2 separate regions of the Bombyx mori genome follow, and region 2 is linked to region 1. The links are chromatin contacts, called in public Hi-C maps. All regions are on one chromosome and are shown on one strand. Each heading gives the region's core, a stretch centred on a gene start, on an enhancer-like site or on the middle of the called end of the contact. The rest is flanking DNA. Distances are from core to core; before and after follow the strand shown.

Region 1 (2,857 bases), core at 216-2,715:
TAAGTTGTATTTGATCGGTCGTTAAAATGACTGCGGTCTTGAAACAACGTCGATTAATGAGTACCTACGTTTTTTTTTTGTCTAGCAAATCGCAATTTTGAAAGGACATTTCACGTTTTGTTAAATTCACTAGTATAGAACATCTGCGTTATAAGTTCACTGTACATAGATAATAGGGAGCATACAGTATTAACATTTATATGATTACTCACACTGATGAGCTGTACGTCCGGAGCGCTGTTTAGTGATATCGGAACGTTATCCAAAGTGTACCTCAAGTAACCACCGTAGGCCGTCACCAAGTCACCGGTGAAACTAAAATAAATTACGTACATACATGGTACACGTCAAATGTTAGACAAAACGGCAATTTAATGCGATAAAAAAAATACATGTGTGCAATTCACACTTTTTTAAGTGAAACCTTAAACTATTTTAGCTTCAAGATAATGAGACGAATGTAAAATTTCGGGAAGAGGATAATTGGAGGTTTTAGTAATGATCTTAGTGATACAAAGTTTGATATTTATTTTACATTTCATTCGTATCTATTAAATAGATTTTTTTTGAATATATTAAGCACGAATAAATAATATAACGAGACGGTTCGAAGCAGAGCACAAAGAGAACCACGAATAAATAATATAACACTATATAATGCTTCCTATCTCATTTTCTCCCATGTTAATAAATCTTATGAATTTATGTGGCTATCTCTTTTTACTGTCGCTTTTTCGTTTCATCGACTTTATAATCACAAAGTTGCTAAAGAAGTTTTTACTTTAAAAAAAAACCGTCAAACACATTCTTGGGTCATGGAACGCGTGCCGTCAGATTTTAATGAAACAGTCCTTTGGATTCATAAAATCTAGTAATGATCACTTTTTTTACCTACGTATGTAAAAATACATATAAATAGGCAAAGACAAAACAGTTATGTACTTATTTCTCGTCTGTCAAGAGATATTCCTTAAACTTTCTAGGTATGTTGATAAATAATTATCTATAAATTGTTTTCATTCATTATGTAATACTGATCGGTAGATTGATTAAACAAGTTACATTACATTACTCGATATTACTCGAAAGGAAACGAGTAGATATAATTTCGTGTAGCTATAGACAGATCAATAGGAATATAATCATTAAAATAGTAACTGACTGACATATTAATTATAATTTAGAATGAATAGCACATTGCCATTAATGTTTAGGGTGCCAAAGAAACCTAAACAAACATCTTAGAGGATACATGCGTATTATATTTTTAAAAGAAGGTCTTATAATAATACCCGTTTGGTAAGCTCCAGTAGTAAACGTTGTCCCGGACTGCCGGTATCGGTACATCTATACTGCCGCTGTAGATCCGAGGTCTCATTTCAGTTTCAACCGGCACACTGTACCGTACAGCCTGGAGTGCTCTACCAGCTGAACTGTTGTAAATCCTGACTTGGTTCACAATGTTGGGCACGTTGAATTGAACGGCAGTGGTTGTACGTCTTAGGTTGCTGCTTGTACATTGCTGGGTCACGCCCATGCAGAAGCAGAGAGCGCATCCGTGACTAAAAATTTAAAATATCGTTCAGAACTTACTTTACTGGACCGTTGTGAAATTACTTACTTACTTTTTACAGGTGGTAGGACCTCTTGTGAGTCCGCGCGGGTGTGTACCACCACTCTGCCTATTTCTACGGTGAAGCAGTAATGCGTTTCGGTTTGAAGGGTGCGGCAGCCGTTGTAACGAGACCTTAGAACTTATATCTCAAGGTGGTTGGCGCATTTACGTTGTAGGTGTCTATGGGCTCCAGTAACCACTTAACATTAGGTGGACTGTGAGCTCGTATACCCATCTAAGGAATAAAAAAAAAACTCAAATTTCACTTCAAATATCCATATAAATTTCAGCTTTATGGCTATAATAGTCGTTATTCCCACATAATAGGGATTGCGGCTTGTTTAATGGAAAACTACGCTTTACAAAAATCTGATAAGTAAGTGAAAGGAAATTTTCGTAGCAAAAATCCTTTGATGAATTAATTACCTGAAGTCTTCAGACAAATAGAATGAATCGTTCTTGCACTGGTCACAATGACGTCCTTGTACGTTGACCTTGCACGCACACTCGTCAGGGAATCGAACCTGCTTTGTACCGGCGGGGTTGCATTTCTTGGTAGCTTTAGGCTTACACGAGTCTCCGGGCATGAGAGGATTTCCTTCGTAGTTAGACGAACAGATATTACAGTTGCTGCCTTCGTAGCTGTAAATTATTATTGTTTACAATTTATGAAGCCTAACAATCATTCAGGCCGAGAATTGAAATAGAAATAAAAGAGAGAGAGAGAAAAAAATAGAGATTATGTCTAGAGAATCTACAAAAACTTACCCCGGTCGGCAATTGCAGAGAACAGTGCCGTCAGGTCCCAGTGCGCAAGTGGAGGCGAAGTTGTTTTCCCTGTTGGTCAATGGGCAAGGGCAAGGCTTGCAGGCATATCCGCTACTTGGGTCTCCGTAAGTACCTGGCGGGCAGGTCTCGCGGACGCAAGTACCCAACCATTCCCCAGATTGATCACGGGTATAGCCAACAGCGCATTTCTAGAAGAAGAAAAAAATTGTTACAAAGAGTATGGTTTCTGTATTTGTTGACATTAAATAATATGTTTTTAAGTCTGTTTCTTCATTTTTTTTCCTACCTAACCTTAACTCGTAGGTGAGCTCACGGGGCTCAAACCGGAGTTTTGCTAACACTGACCCTAGCAAGAGCAGTGCTTCCCAGAATATACTACGATATCGGAAACGCGACCCACTGAGAAGATCCGGCGAGAAACTCAGTGGGCTGTGTCTATGGGTTAATTCGCTC
Region 2 (2,857 bases), core at 231-2,730, 93 kb after region 1:
TTGTCGAATCGATTATTCAAATAGAACATTTTATACAGTTTTCGACTTAATATACCCTATGCGGGACACCCTGTATAGTTAAAACATATTAAACAATTCAAGCAGTGAGCACAGAAACAGCTTTAGCTGATTAGTAAGACACGACAACATCTATGAGGAAATTTGAGTTGTCGAGATTCCCCTCTTCCCAATTGCGATACAATTTACTATTCGACTGCAGCGAAATTGAATCATGCAAGATGATTAACAATCTTGTGGCTATTCATGTGTTTGACAAGTAAACGATGTTTAGTGCGCGATTATTATCACTGCATGGTACTGCATTAGACATATTCATTTTCATATAACAAATTGGATTCACGCCACTATAGCACTTTGTTAACTTTATTAAGCACAAGGCGTTTTCTGAATGAGCTTTAGAACTAAATTTAGAGAAGGGGATGGTCGAAAATGAACGTTTTTTTTTATAGTTTCATTAGCAAAAAATCATGTTTGCGTATTTATCTAAAGATCTACTACTGTCTTTTGAAACGTTTCAATTATTTTAGTTTAATATTTATTCTTATTTATGTTTATTAATATTATCAGTGAATCATGGGAGATGTCCATGGTTAATATAATTCTCCCACGTACTCAGGTGAACGAACCGTTATCTCGTCACGAAGTCGGTAGCTATTCGCCTGGTTATGACAAGATTACACCACTCGAACTATATATGTCCGCCCACGAGACCACTTCAAATTCCTATCGACAGTTCTAAATTGACCATGATTTCGAAATTTTATGGACTGTGGCGAACAAATAAATACCCTTTTACCCTACCTAATCATTAGCCTAAAGTGCTATTCCAACTAGCCATGCATAAGTGAGCGCACGGGGCTAAGCTTGAGAGACATTGCTAGCAAGAGCAGTACTTCGCTGAATCTACCACCTAATCGGAATCGCGATTCAGTGAGAAGATCCGGCAAAGAACTCAGTGGGTTGCCTCTATGGGCTAGGTTGCCCGTCGAATTCTTTGACGACCACCGATGCTTGGAGAGCCTAAAAGCACCGAGACTGGATTAGGAGGATTCGATAGGACATGTTTAAAGCGACGGCGGCTTTACGTTGCCCCATCGCCTGGGTCGAATATATAATTAGAGACAGCCACGATAAGAGGGTATGTGTGGCGCGCCGCTTCCTCGAAGAAGGGAATTACTAATCATATGAGTAAATTTTTTTCAAAAAATATGTGAGTTATTCATATTGTTGTAGTGTTGTTTTATCGAATATTTTTTTAATATTTATTGTAAAATATTCGTATAGTATTTATGTACGTCAGTGTGTATGCATATTACGTTTATTAGTTTAGTGTATCAACTAATAAATAAACCGTCATATAAAAATAAGAAAATATTTTTAGAACGCTGTGTAAGCTAGCTCTCTGATCACTGACAAGAGAGGGCGCTAGATCGAGAAGGACGCAAGGATCTCGTTTCGGAGGCGAAGATAAACTCTGTGTAATGGAGAGTGGGCTAGATAATTGAGTGTGACGAACAATTTGAATCCAGATTAATCTAGTTTAACTGATCTGTTATAAACACAAATTCAAAAAAAGAATGTGTCAGAATTTTCTAGAATTCATAGTCACAGTATTTATAATGAACGATAATCGTACAATATTCCGTTCATTGTATCGGCATGCATTAATGTTTATCTAAAGAGTGAATGTAAGTAAATTACTACCGGTTTTGGTTCATGTTTAATATTGATTTACCAAAATGTTTTCGAACTTTAAACTAATTGAATTGCTTTAATATTGTTTATGCAGAAAAGTAATTTAGCTATGTAATTTTAGATTTTTTTATCGCACAAGATTTAGTGAGAAACTCAAGAACCAAGTTTTGGAGACCGTAGACCTCAAGCTTGAATGCATCCAAATACTTTAAAAGGCCGTAGATTCGATTGTTTCACTTATCAGCTGTTCTAATTAAAAAAATATATATCTGTAGTTTCGTTAGCTCTTTTTAAAGAAACAACAGTAACATAACAAAATAACAAAGCTGCCTTCAAATATAACGGGGTGTGAAATTTTGCTGAAAGTGAAAATTGACTTCTATTGAAGAAACATAATTCACATTCATACTCGCTAAGTCTTTTTTTATTTAAAACTGACGGCTTAATCAAAACTACCTACTCACGAGCTGTACGATGATGAAAAAGAAATTTAAAAAAACTTTTGAAGCGGTAATGACTGCCGTAGGAGTTTCAGTTGAGTCAGGCAATCGGCTACAGAGTTTAACAATCTCCAAAATAAAATGAACCAATATTTACATATACCAATAATAGAACAGGACCCTAGTTTAGTCAATACAATTAATATCTGATTACCGTGAAAACATTAAGAACATCACCCGAACACAAGTGGTGTCTGTTTTCAGACCTAGACAATACTTTTTTTTATTGCTTAGATGGGTGGACGAACTCACAGCCCACCTGGTGTTAAGTGGTTACTGGAGCCCATAGACATCCACAACGTAAATGCGCCACCCACCTTGAGATATAAGTTCTAAGGTCTCAAGTAAGTTACAACGGCTGCCCCACCCTTCAAACCGAAATGCATTATTGCTTCACGGCAGAAATATTCAGGGTGGTGTTAGCCACCCGCGCGGACTCACAAGAGATCCTACCACATGTAATTTCTTTCTGGATATATCGAAAAGTTAAATTGAATAAAATAATTCTACCAAATCGAATTGTCATAATGTTTAATATAGTTTTCATTAGCACACATAAGCAACTATAGCGATAATTCATTATTATGGCGTTAAGGGACTCGAGGAGGCCACATGTACAACTCAAATGCCATCTTGTGGTC

The links. Hi-C and Micro-C count contacts between places; a contact is called where the count stands out from the background.
Region 2: a contact with region 1 is called in a Hi-C map of middle silk gland, with 1.8 times the contacts expected there. The contact joins two enhancer-like sites. A contact is called at or near these places in 2 of 7 Hi-C or Micro-C datasets (middle silk gland and whole pupa).

Annotation. Positions count from the first base shown.
Region 1 is chr1:17,152,421-17,155,277 of ASM3026992v2, forward strand. LOC101737749 (basement membrane-specific heparan sulfate proteoglycan core protein) reads right to left here. Exons shown (of 72, transcript XM_062670557.1): 28 at 2,384-2,592; 29 at 2,042-2,257; 30 at 1,293-1,562; 31 at 213-315. Among protein-coding and RNA genes, the nearest start is that of LOC134199514, 24 kb to the right of the region's middle. Within about 2 kb of position 1,466, at least 2 of the 8 cell types and tissues checked have open chromatin away from gene starts, as enhancers often do.
Region 2 is chr1:17,245,756-17,248,612 of ASM3026992v2, forward strand. All of the region lies in intron 10 of LOC101737749 (basement membrane-specific heparan sulfate proteoglycan core protein), which reads right to left. Among protein-coding and RNA genes, the nearest start is that of LOC134199518, 35 kb to the left of the region's middle. Within about 2 kb of position 1,481, at least 1 of the 8 cell types and tissues checked has open chromatin away from gene starts, as enhancers often do.